Regions from separate parts of the Sus scrofa genome. Here all the other regions are linked to region 3. Evidence: chromatin contacts called from public promoter capture Hi-C data. All regions are on one chromosome and are shown on one strand. Each heading gives the region's core, a stretch centred on a gene start, on an enhancer-like site or on the middle of the called end of the contact. The rest is flanking DNA. Distances are from core to core; before and after follow the strand shown.

Region 1 (3,457 bases), core at 430-2,929, 480 kb after region 3:
AGGTTAAGGATCTGGCATTGCCGTGGAGCTGTGGTGTAGGTCGCAGATGCAGCTTGGCTCCCAAGTTGCTGTGGCTCTGGTGTAGGCCGGCAGCTGCAGCTCTGATTCCACCCCTAGCCTGGGAACCTCCATGTGCTGTGTGTGTGGCCTTAAAAAGACAAAAAAAAAAAAAAAAAAAAAAAAAAAAAAAGACAAAAAAAAGAAAGAAAGAAAGGAAAAAAAAAAAAAAAGGAAGAAAAGGCATCTCCTGTCATAGCCAAGCTCCTCTTCCAGATTCCAAGCTGAGTCCAACAGATACTCCCTACCAAAGCTGCTTGAGTAGCCATCTTTACCTACCAGGTAAGTCCAAATTCCTTGAGACTGAGCCCAAGGGTACTCCCAGAACTGCCCTCCCCACCTCGTCTCCTGCCTCCTCCCTCCAGATCTTCAGACAGTCATTCCCAGACCTCCAGACTTCTGTTCCAGCTGCCTCTTCCCCCAGGCATGTCCTCTCCCCCTGGAGGGCATGGTAAAAAGATATTAAGACCCATTTCTAAATTGCCCTCTTGGACGGGGCCTTACAGGAGCTGTCACCTTACAGCTCCTGTCACCTCTTCCCCTACCCTCGTTCCCACACCTGAAGAATGATCTTCACATTCCTCAGCCACCGCTGCTCACTCCTCTCCGTTCCATAAGCTTCTTCTTAGGGCCTAGACTCATCAGCTAGGCAGGAAAGGCTCAGAAACAGAGAGGGAGAGAGGGAGGGAGGGAGACAAGAAGGACCACTGTGAGCATGGATGGCCTAGGGTTAAGAAGAAAGCACTCTGGAACTGGCCTGCCGGATGCCTACTCCTAGAACTCCTGAGCTGGTGACTGAGCCACAGACTCTCAATCCGTAAAAAGGGGGCAATGAGGCAGGTTAACCGCAGAGTTTAGATAATCCAGGCCGAGCGATGAGAAGGGTGCCTGAGCACAGGTCAAGCACTCAGTGGGATAACCTGGGATGGCTTTTATTCTGTTCTGGCCGGAGCTCTTCCTCCCCCTCCCCCCCGCCCCCTGGCAAACCGCAGGCTTCAATAAACACTGAATAGATAAGAATGCACCCGTCCGCACACTTCCAAACGGTGGACTCGCCACGCACACGTTTGGAGACCTATCCTAGGCGTGGAGTGGGAGGGGACAATCGTCCCGGTTTGGAGCTACCACCCACTCCAGCCCTCCAGGTGCTCGGTCACAACACCCTCCTAGTGACTCAGCCCAGCACGGGCCACCTGTTTGGCGGGGATAATGACAGGGCAGCCGCTGTGGTCAGCGCTCATTTGCCGCGAGGCCCCCTCCTCCGGCATGCCCTGGGGAAAACAAAGCCATCAGGAGCGAAGGGGCCCGTCGGCCGGGATTAGGAAGTGAAAAGGGAACCCATACCCCACCCCTGGCCAGGTCGGTCCCAGAGGTTATGCTGGTCGCCCCTGAGAGGGGGACCTGGGCCGCCCAGGGCCTCCCAATCTCGCCCAGAGCCTCGCTCCAGAATCTTGCGCCCCAAAGGGGGAACGGGGACCCCAGAACCGTCCAGGGGCCGGAAGAGGGTGTTAGAAAGATGTGGCAGGGAAGGCCCGGAGTTCTGACCCACGGCCCCAGCCTCAAATTCGGCTTACCGCGTCTAGATCCTCCCCGCCGCCCGGCTCCTGGGTTCTGCCTCTCCTGCCTGGGTCGGCTGACCAGAAGCGCCGCCCCGCGCCGGCCCCCGCCTCCCTCCTCCCGCCTCCCCGCCTGGGAGCTGAGCGGCTCCGCCTCTGGAGCCGCGCACTTTGTGGACGGTCCCTGGAGGAGTGGCGCGCTAGCCGAGCGTGCGTGGGGGGGCGCAGCGGCGCTTGTCCTTGCTCCCTTAAGGCTCCCGGGGCTCCTCCCCCGCCGTGGGTAGGCGGGGCTCGAGGCACCCCAGCGCGCAGGCGCCGATCTCATGCTGAACGCCGTGTCTCGAGCCGTGGCTCGTGCTGCCGTCCGCAGCTCGCGTCGCCCCAGACAATCCGAGGCTCGCCCCGCCGCTAGCGCAGCCGTCATGTCCCGGCCCCTGCGGGCCACCTCGGGCTCCCCAGCCCGACCCGCCACAGTTCTGGGCACCATGGAGATGGGGCGCCGCATGGACGCGCCCGCCAGCGCCGCGGCCGTGCGTGCCTTCCTGCAGCGCGGCTACACTGAGCTGGACACTGCCTTCATGTACAGCGACGGCCAGTCCGAGAGCATCCTGGGCGGCCTGGGGCTCGGGCTGGGCGGCGGCGACTGCAGAGGTAACTCCTGGCGCCTGCGCCCCCACCCCTGGTCCTCCCCACTGAACCCTGCAATTCAGACCCTGCAACAGCAGGACGCTAACCCAACCCCAGTAAGCTCACGGGCCGTGGTCAGGACCGGCAGTTTTCGTCCCCGCTTCCGGGGCGCCGACCTCCCTTGGCCACCCAACAGCTCTGTGACACCCCCCCCCACCCACCGCTCCGCAAGCCCCCTGCACATCCAGGCTTGGATAGCTGAGCAGCGCTTTGTCCTGACCACCTTCCCCTTCTCTTCACCTTCCCCTGGAGGCTGCACCTCTGTAACCCCCAGGTGTGTTACCCTCAACCTGATCAAGTTCTTCGCTTCCTACCCGCGCTGCTTTCTTTGTGCACCTTTCTGCCGCCCTCGTCTCCAGAACTATTCCATACTCACCTCCAGCCCTGCCAGGTGCCTATAACCTGTGTCTAAGCGCTCTTCTTAGCCTCTCCTGCCCTTCTTTCCCCGCCTAGGCGCTCCCCGAGCAACTTTTCTTCTCCCAGTCTTTGATCTGTTCCTAGACTTTGCTCGGTTCAGTTGACAGTTCTCCTTGGCCCTCTCAGGGAGAGCTGCAGTCCTGCCCTAGGCTGGATTGGGGGAGCAGGGATGTCGGGGTAAAACGTAGGGAGTGGGGAGGGAGTGGGTAACCACTCCTATAGCCCTGTGCCAGGCTTCTTAGGGGCCTGCAGGAGGGAATGTGACTAAGCCACCCTCAAGGAGCTCAGAGGATAGTAGGGAACATTGAAGCAAATGATTGTCGGGGAGCCCAGAAGAGGAAGCAATTTTAGGGGGAAGAGGGTGGATGGGGACAGGAAGAGGCACTTGGGAAGACTCAGAGGATGCTGGAGCTGGGCTTAAAGGACCAACAGTAGTTTGCAGAGATGAGAGAAAAGGGCATGAGAGGCTGAGGGCAGAGCTGTGCAAAGACTGGGCTTGGAAATGCAAAGTGCCTGCTGTGTGGAAGGACAGCCAGGAGGCAAGTGTGGCTTGAGTGGAGAGTTGTGTGTGGAGGAACAGTCCTTTATTAGCCTAATGCCATTGGAAATGCCTCACTATTGCTGTTACACACCCTGCCTCCTCTTTTCCAACCTGAGGCTCTTCTTTTCCAGCCCTTGTTGGGGCCCCTCTGAGTCCTCCTTTGATTCAGGGCTTGGGGGAGATGGAGAATGTGCATCTC
Region 2 (3,620 bases), core at 380-2,879, 330 kb after region 3:
GCCCTAGTCCCCCTACAGTCCATTCAGAACACAGCAGCCTCCGGATCCTTGCAAAGGCCAGGCCAGATCTGGTCCCTGCGCTGCACCTCTCTGACCTCAGCTGCCTTGGCTCTGGGCTAGCCACCTCAGCCTCCTTGGGCCATGAACACCCCAGGGCCTGTCCCCATGAGCTCTTTTCCCTTGCTGTTCCTTGTGCCTCCCTCTGATCAAGTGTTACTTTCTAAATCAGGCCTCCTCTGGCCCCACTTTGTTCATCTGCCTGCCTCCCTCTGATTTTCCTCCACATCTCTAATCACCACCTGACACTGTATCTATTTAGTAGCTGATTGTCTCCCCTTCCCCTGGTCCAAGCTCTGCAACAACATGGACTGTCCTGTTCATTGCTCTAAACTTAGAGCCCAGAGCAGTGCTCCTTACAGGGTAGATGCTCAATAAATACTTACACCAAGTGAAAATTCCAAAGTGCCACGCCCTTTCTCTGAATTCCTGTAATACAGGTCTGTATCACTCTTGTGGGACTTAGCTGAACTACTTTTATGCCAGTGGCAGCTGTTCCTCCACTATGAGTTACCTGAGGATGGGGGTCTGGGTCACAGCCTGGTTTGTGGTCCTCATTTCTGTCCTTCGTGCAACACTTTACACTTAGTCCTCTCATAGGGGCCTGATTTAAATCTCACAAAAGAGAGAGCAAGCTAGGGAAGGCAGTTATTATTAGCAGGGCTAGCGTCCCAGGTCTCCTGCCTTCTAGACCAGGCCTAATAAATATTTGTTGAATGAAGAAGGAGAGAGAGAGAAAAAAAAGAATTTCTGAGTCACCGTGGAATGAGGTAGCCCTACTGGGCAAATGGGTGGGTTCTCTGCAGCACATCTAAAAATACCCTCAACATGTAACATTTATTGGGCCGGGTTTTCTAATTTCTACTGTGTCGTCCTAATATCATTCCTGCAGCAGGTAGTTGTGAGAGCATCTTTACATGTCACCTGGTATACCGGCCTGTATACGTACGGCCGGTGCTCAGTGACTGGTGTGACCTGAGGCTGATTTTTTAGAGATCCGGCTCAAGTGCAGTGACTTGCTCCAGGTCCCACACGGAACAAGCGGCAGTGCTGGGATTCCATCTGAGGTTCGCTCACTACGCTCTCTCAGGGAAGGGCTGGCTCCGCGGGCCGCACCAGTTCCGGGTCCGCCGCAGGAGCAAGCGCGTGCACTGGGTGGGGCGGGGAGGGACTGACCCCTCCCAGCCCCAGTGCCTTCCGCATCCTCGCCCGGAGGCCTGCGGGCACCGTCCCTCTGCCACCACCCGCAGCTGCACCCACAGGACCCGGGTTGGATCTGGCTACACGCAGAAGGCCGCTCGGGGCCGGAGCTGCAGTGAGTACCCTCCCCAGGACCCCCGGACCCGCCCACCCGTCCCGCCGACCGCTGCGCCCCGCCCCGCTCGCAAGCCCCGCCCCTCACTTCCCCGTTCTCTGCTCCTCCCCCTCGCCGAGCTCCATACTTGGCGATCGCCGCGGCCCTGCGCGCTCATTGGCCGAGAGCCGGCTGCGTGGGGGGCGGGCCCAGGCTGGGCCGGGGCGGGGAAGGAAGGTGGCGGCGGCCCGGCGCGGGGGGAGGGGGGCGCTGACCCGGATGTTCACTCCTGGGCACCCGGGGAAGTGGAAGCGCCGGGCCCTGCTGCGGGGGGGAGAGCCACAGACGCCGGGACGGGACCGCCGCCGCCGCCGCCACCATGGTAAAGGCCCGACGCTCCCCTTCCCCCAGGCCTGGGAGCCCCACTGGAGCTCGCGTCCCCCTCCTCCCGCCCACCCCCGGCCCGGGAAGGGTGGGTTCACCGGGTGGGGGAGGGGCGAGGTCCCGGAGCCCAGGTAGACACCATCCTCATCCGCTCCAGAAGGGGCCACCGGCCTGGGCGGCTTAGGTGTGCAGCGACTCTGCCTCTTGCTCCTAGCCCCCGCTGTTGGCTCAAGCTAGCGTCTCATACTCCACCGCTGGGTGTAGGCTAATCTCCCCCATGGCCCAGGGTAGACCCTCCTGGACCCGTGGTCCAGGCCAGGCACCCCCTACAAGGACCCAGGCGTGGTCCTTCTTTCTCCTCTTGGCCCAGGCCAGGTCCCCATCCCCCGTCCCTACGGCCCAAGCTAGGCCGTCTTTATTTCCTCCCATAGCCCTGGCTAGGCCTCTGTCCCCTACCTCCCCTCTTCTCGGTGACCTCAGTCCAGACCCCCGTTAACCCGTCCTCCAGTGGCCTCAGCCCACATTGGTTCCTCTCTCCTGCATGACTTCAGCCTAAATCTTCTCTTCCCGCCGTGGTTTAAGTCTGGACCCCTCTTTTCCACCCCTGGCCCCGGCCTGGACGTCACACCGTCCCCCGTCCCCCGCCCCGATTCTCTTCTCCGGACTTCTCACCACTCTTGGCGTAGCTTGCGTCAGCCCCGCTCTCTCCTGGGCTTTACCCTCCCTCCTGGGCCCTGCTCCCTACCCAGGTGGTCCCCTCGCCTCTACCTGGGGCGAACCTTCTTTGCTACCACTGGGAAGCGAGAGCGGCTCTCCAGCTCGGGTGGGGATGGGGGTCCCGGGGCTGTGCCGTATCAGGTTGGAGGGGTGCCCCTTTTCTGGGAGGCCTCCTGGGAGCGAGCGAGGGCAGGGCGGGCATCCGTGTGCCCGGAAGGCAGCGGGGCGCTCTTCGGGCCCTTCCCCTGGCCGCCGCCTCGGTGCCGCGGGGTGCGGTACTGGCGGAGCGTCCGGCCGGACGACCAGGGTCCAGGGCGATGGGGCGTGAGCGGGTGCGAAGGGATGTGGGTGGGGGAGCCGGCGGCACAGGGATGAACGCACAATCGCCCTTGTGAGGCTGCCGCCCTTGGGGGCCCCCGGGCTCTGAGGCCACCAGACGGCCCGGACACGATGCACCCTAGCAGGCGCAGCCTCCCTTTCCCCCTCAACTGTCAGCTCGTGAGGGTTGGAACTGCTGATTATGGAGGTGCCACGGATCAGGTGAGCCAGACTCCGAGGGAGAGAGTTCGCTCGGCCTGTGCTGTTTGTTTTGGTAATGAGGGCAGGTGCTCTGGGGGCGCTCCGACTGGCCAGAGGTTTCACCTAGACCCTGACACGTGAGCCCTCTACCCTCCCTTCGCTTTGGAACCTTCTGCAGGGCAGGCCCAGCGCCCAGGTTGGAAGGGCCAGAGGGCTTCTCCCTCACGTGGCCAAGGAGCCTTTGGAGAGTGGACTGAGACTCAGGCCAGCCACCTGCTCCTGCCGGGTGCAGGCAGATGTTTACATGTGGACTTTGGGCCCCAAAGGGTTTTGAGGCTCTCAGTTCCTTGTTTAAGGAAGGGCTGTTGCTGCTGAACTAGGGTGACTAATTCAGAGTGCCTGAGTTTTTTCTTAATGCTTTCCTGTACGTTGATTTAAAACGTGCCCGCTGTAATTGGGCTTCTCTGATAGCATCAGCAGAGAATTGGCCACATGAGAAGTGGCCCAGCCCCAGGCCTGGATGGGGAAGGACTTCTCCAGGACAGTTTTGGGTGAGGACTTGAAAAGCAGAGTATAGATTTGCTGTCGGGGCAAAAGCAGGAGAGGATGGTTGGGTGGCCAGGTGGGGCTGCTGGAGGCGGCATTTCTG
Region 3 (3,701 bases), core at 304-2,803:
GCTGCAGCTCAGATTCAGCCCTGGCCCAGGAACTTCCATATGCTGTGGGTGCAGCCATTTAAAAAAAAAAAATGCTATGAATGCCTTCTGAGTATCAGACACTGTGCCAGGTGGTGGTGAATAAACTGCAATCAAGCTCTAAATCCAACCTGCCTGAAGCACTGTGCATACGTAGGAAAAGTGGAAAAGGTAACCTACAGCCAGTAACAATTATAAACAGTTATAAACAGTTTTGATTAGCATAAGGTGAAAGCCAGAAAATACTTGCAATATAAGGTGAAATCCAGAAATACTTTCTTCCCCCACGTCCATGCCTAACAGCTAAGGCAATTCTGCATGGTCTTCAGCTTCATTTTATTCTTCCCTCTGCCCTATCTGAGCCCCCAAATGACAGCTGGGCTGTTAATTCTGTCTCTTCCAGAGTGACAAACTCTGGCAACCAGACTCCTTTTATCTATCCCTACACTGGGATGCTAATTTATCTCCCCTACACTTTTCCTTTTGCCCTCCATGCTCCTGGGTCCACATCCCCTTTTCTGAGGCCATTTTTCCTTCCCTCCCTCATTCCCTTCCTCCCATCCCATTTATTCATCCCATATTCTCTAAATAAACTGGATTCCAGTCTAAAGCCCAAGCAAGCTTGGGGAAGTGTGGTTGCCTACAGAGGAAAAACTGAAGCCCACGAAGGTAAGAATTAGAGAAGCTGCTTTCAGCTCAGTAAACAAGAGGCCCTCACAGACCTCATTTCCCAAGTGTAAAAGGAGGGCAATACCCAACAGTAATAAGAACTCAAAGGAGGCCAAGCGTTATACCAACCGGGGCTTGCACCGCTTTCTAAAAGATCGTCATTATGACAGCTCTTCGACTGACTGGCTCCATCTCATTCCTTCAGATCTCAGCTTAAATGTCACCTTTCAGGGGAGCCTTCCTGGACATCGATCTAACGGGGCTCTCCGGACCCCTTTACTGTTTGCTTGGGGCCTTTGCCACTATCAAGGCAATTGGGGATTACTCGAGCATCTCAAGGGGAGGAGCCTGGCCGCCTCGCTCGCTGCTGGACCCCCCAGCACTGGGAAGGGGCTGGCGTTCTGGGCCGCCCGATGAATGGGCAGGCGAGAACCCGCGACAGTCGCCAAGCGCAGCGCCCCACCGCCCCTACGCGCTCCCGGGCCCGCCTCACCCGTCCCCCGGCACCTCCCGCAGCTTCAGCCCCAGGGCCTGCAGTTGGTTGGCGAAGCTAACGAACTCCTCTTCGCAGCCGCCGCCGCCGCCGGACTCCGGCCGGTTCCGCCGCTCCTTGGCTAGGGCCCGGCGCGCCGCGCGCTCGTCCCGCTTGCGCTCGGCCTCGGCTTTCCGGCTGCCGCTGCCCGGCCGGCTCTTCGCCGCCTGCTTCCGGGACATGGCCTTGGCCCTGCGGCCCGCAGCGGTAAGAGGAAAAGCCGCAGGACCGTCAGGCAGCCGCCTCAAGTGCCTAAAACCCGAAGCGGCGCGGGCGACAGAGCCCGGCGACGGGGACGCGGCGACCGCGCCTGCGCCGGCTCTGGGTACCTGGTCACGTGACAGAACGCCCCCCACCCCCGCCCCGGCTAGGAGAACAGGAGCCATAGAGAGCACTCCTGAGAGAGCTAGAGGGGCACCCGTCTTTGTTTGCTCCGCTCCTCCCCCTAGCGGTGGGTGGTACTCCAAGTGAGGAGCCAGTTGGACCCAAAAGAGAGCGCAACAGGAAAAGGTCAAGGAGATCGATCACTGCTTTAAAGCCCGTGGACTTTATTTAATCCTGTCCCTCTCTACCTCTCTACCTTCGCTCATAACGCAGGGAGAGGTAGCCCTTGTCCAGAACACTGTCTCCTCTGTAATTTTGATTCCACTCTGAAGTGACCAATCTAGGTTTGCCCGGATTAAGAGTCTTCCAGGGACGCAGGACTTTCAGTTTTAGAGCAGAGACAGCCCCAAGCAAACCAGGGTTGATGGGTGACCCTAAACGACATCCACCTACCCTGGAAGCTAACTCCGTCAGTAATCCCCTCTCTCCTGCATAATACCCTCTTCTCCTTTGTCCTGGTCCCTCTTTCTTTTCTTTTTTTTTTTTTTTTTTTTTTTTTTTGGTCTTTTTAGGGCTGCACTGGAGGAATGTGGAAGCTCCCAGGCTAGGGATTGAAACGGAGCTGTAGCTGCCAGCTTACACCACAGCCACAGCAATGTGGGATCCGAGCCGAGTCTGTGACCTACACCACAGCTCACTATAACACCAGGCTAGGAACCATGAGGTTGTGGGTTCAATCCCTGGCCTTGCTCAGTGGGTTGGGGATCCGTGTTGCCATGAGCTGTGGTGTAGGTGGTAGGCACGGCTCGGATCCTGCATTGCTGTGGCTCTGGCGCAGGCCAGCAGCTGTAGCTCTGATTAGACCCCTAACCTGGGCACCTCCATATGTCGCGGGTGCGGCCCTAAAAAGCAAAAAAAAAAAAAAAAAGAGAGAGAAAAAGAAAGAAAAAAGAAACAATAGTGCAGCCTTGGGGCAGGATCCTGGTTCCTCTTCAGGGAATATACATAACAATATCTTTGAGTTATCCCACTGAACTAAAAACAACTGGGAGTTCCCATCGTGGCTCAGCAGTTAATGAACCTGACTAGTATCCATGAGGACCCAGGTTTGATCCCTGGCCTCGCTCACTGGGTTAAGGATTCAGTGTTGCCATGAGCTGTGGTGTAGGTCGCAGACACCACTGGTGTTCTGTGTTGCTGTGGCTGTGGCTTAGGAGCAGCTGTAGCTCAGATTGGACCCCTAGACTGGGAACTTCCATATGCCATGTGTGTGGCCCTAAAAAGACAAAAGAAAAAAAAAAAAAAAAAAAGCCCCAACTAATGGAAGCCGTTAACTGCTTGATGAAGCATCCTTCACTCCGGAAAGGAGGTCACTGTTTGATAACTTTGAGAATCACAGAAACTCATCAGGAGACACCCCCCCCCCAAGGCCAGATTAAAGAAATCACAGGAGGAGTTCCCATTGTGGTTCAGCTGGTTAAGAACCAGTATTTTAAAGAAATCACAGAAGGAGTTCCCATTGTGGCTCAGCTGGTTAAGAACCTGACCAGTATCCATGAGGATTCGGGTTTGATCCCTGGCCTCACTCAGTGGGTTAAGGCTCCAGTGTAAGCGTGGCATGGGTTGGAAATACTCCTTAGATCCAGTGATGCTGTGGCTGTGGTGTAGGCCAGGAAATTTCACATGCCACAGGTGCAGCCCTAAAAAAAAAAAAAAAAAAAAGGAATACAGGCCCCGAACACGACCTGATCCTTACCAGCAATCCCCACCCTTGAACCACTGATACCAGAAAGATGATACCAGAATCCGGGTTCTCGTTCACGGTAGTCAAAGAATGAACTCCGAGAACACACAGGCAGCAAGCAAGCAAAGTCTTTACTAAAGGAAAGCAAATAGCTCCCAAGACAGCTGGGAGGGGGGAGGAGAGCCCCCTTCTTTATTGTCCTATGGGGGTTTTTATTCCTTAAATGTGGCGAGGGTACCAAAGTGGGGTCCAGAAAGATGCGGTTTTCTCCCATTGGCTTTGTTCAATTACCTATATTAGTCCTTGTCCAATAGGGCTTTTAGAGTTGGAAATGTTCCATAAGTTTTATGGTTTCTTTGTCCTTCTCTTTCCTTAGATTAAGTCACCATTCCTCTCATTCCTTTTCTATCAGTT

Evidence for each region. Promoter capture Hi-C pulls out the DNA fragments that hold promoters and counts their contacts.
Region 1: a promoter capture Hi-C map of liver shows a contact between it and region 3, with 2.5 times the contacts expected there. The contact joins the promoter of PQLC2 here to the promoter of OTUD3 in region 3. A contact is called at or near these places in 1 of 5 promoter capture datasets (liver), 2 of 47 Hi-C or Micro-C datasets (embryonic fibroblasts and liver) and 2 of 2 datasets of contacts at active chromatin or transcription factors (alveolar macrophages and skeletal muscle).
Region 2: a promoter capture Hi-C map of liver shows a contact between it and region 3, with 4 times the contacts expected there. The contact joins the promoter of CAPZB here to the promoter of OTUD3 in region 3. A contact is called at or near these places in 2 of 5 promoter capture datasets (both in liver) and 2 of 47 Hi-C or Micro-C datasets (embryonic fibroblasts and omental adipose tissue).

What each region holds. Positions count from the first base shown.
Region 1 is chr6:77,760,083-77,763,539 of Sscrofa11.1, reverse strand. PQLC2 (PQ loop repeat containing 2) reads right to left here and starts at 1,679. Exons shown (of 9, transcript NM_001243851.1): 1 at 1,632-1,679. AKR7A2 (aldo-keto reductase family 7 member A2) reads left to right here and starts at 1,931. Exons shown (of 7, transcript NM_001243822.1): 1 at 1,931-2,264. The coding sequence starts at 1,937.
Region 2 is chr6:77,910,626-77,914,245 of Sscrofa11.1, reverse strand. CAPZB (capping actin protein of muscle Z-line beta subunit) reads left to right here and starts at 1,629. Exons shown (of 9, transcript NM_001113444.1): 1 at 1,629-1,733. The coding sequence starts at 1,731.
Region 3 is chr6:78,239,456-78,243,156 of Sscrofa11.1, reverse strand. OTUD3 (OTU domain-containing protein 3) reads right to left here and starts at 1,553. Exons shown (of 7, transcript XM_021095472.1): 1 at 1,181-1,553. The coding sequence starts at 1,401.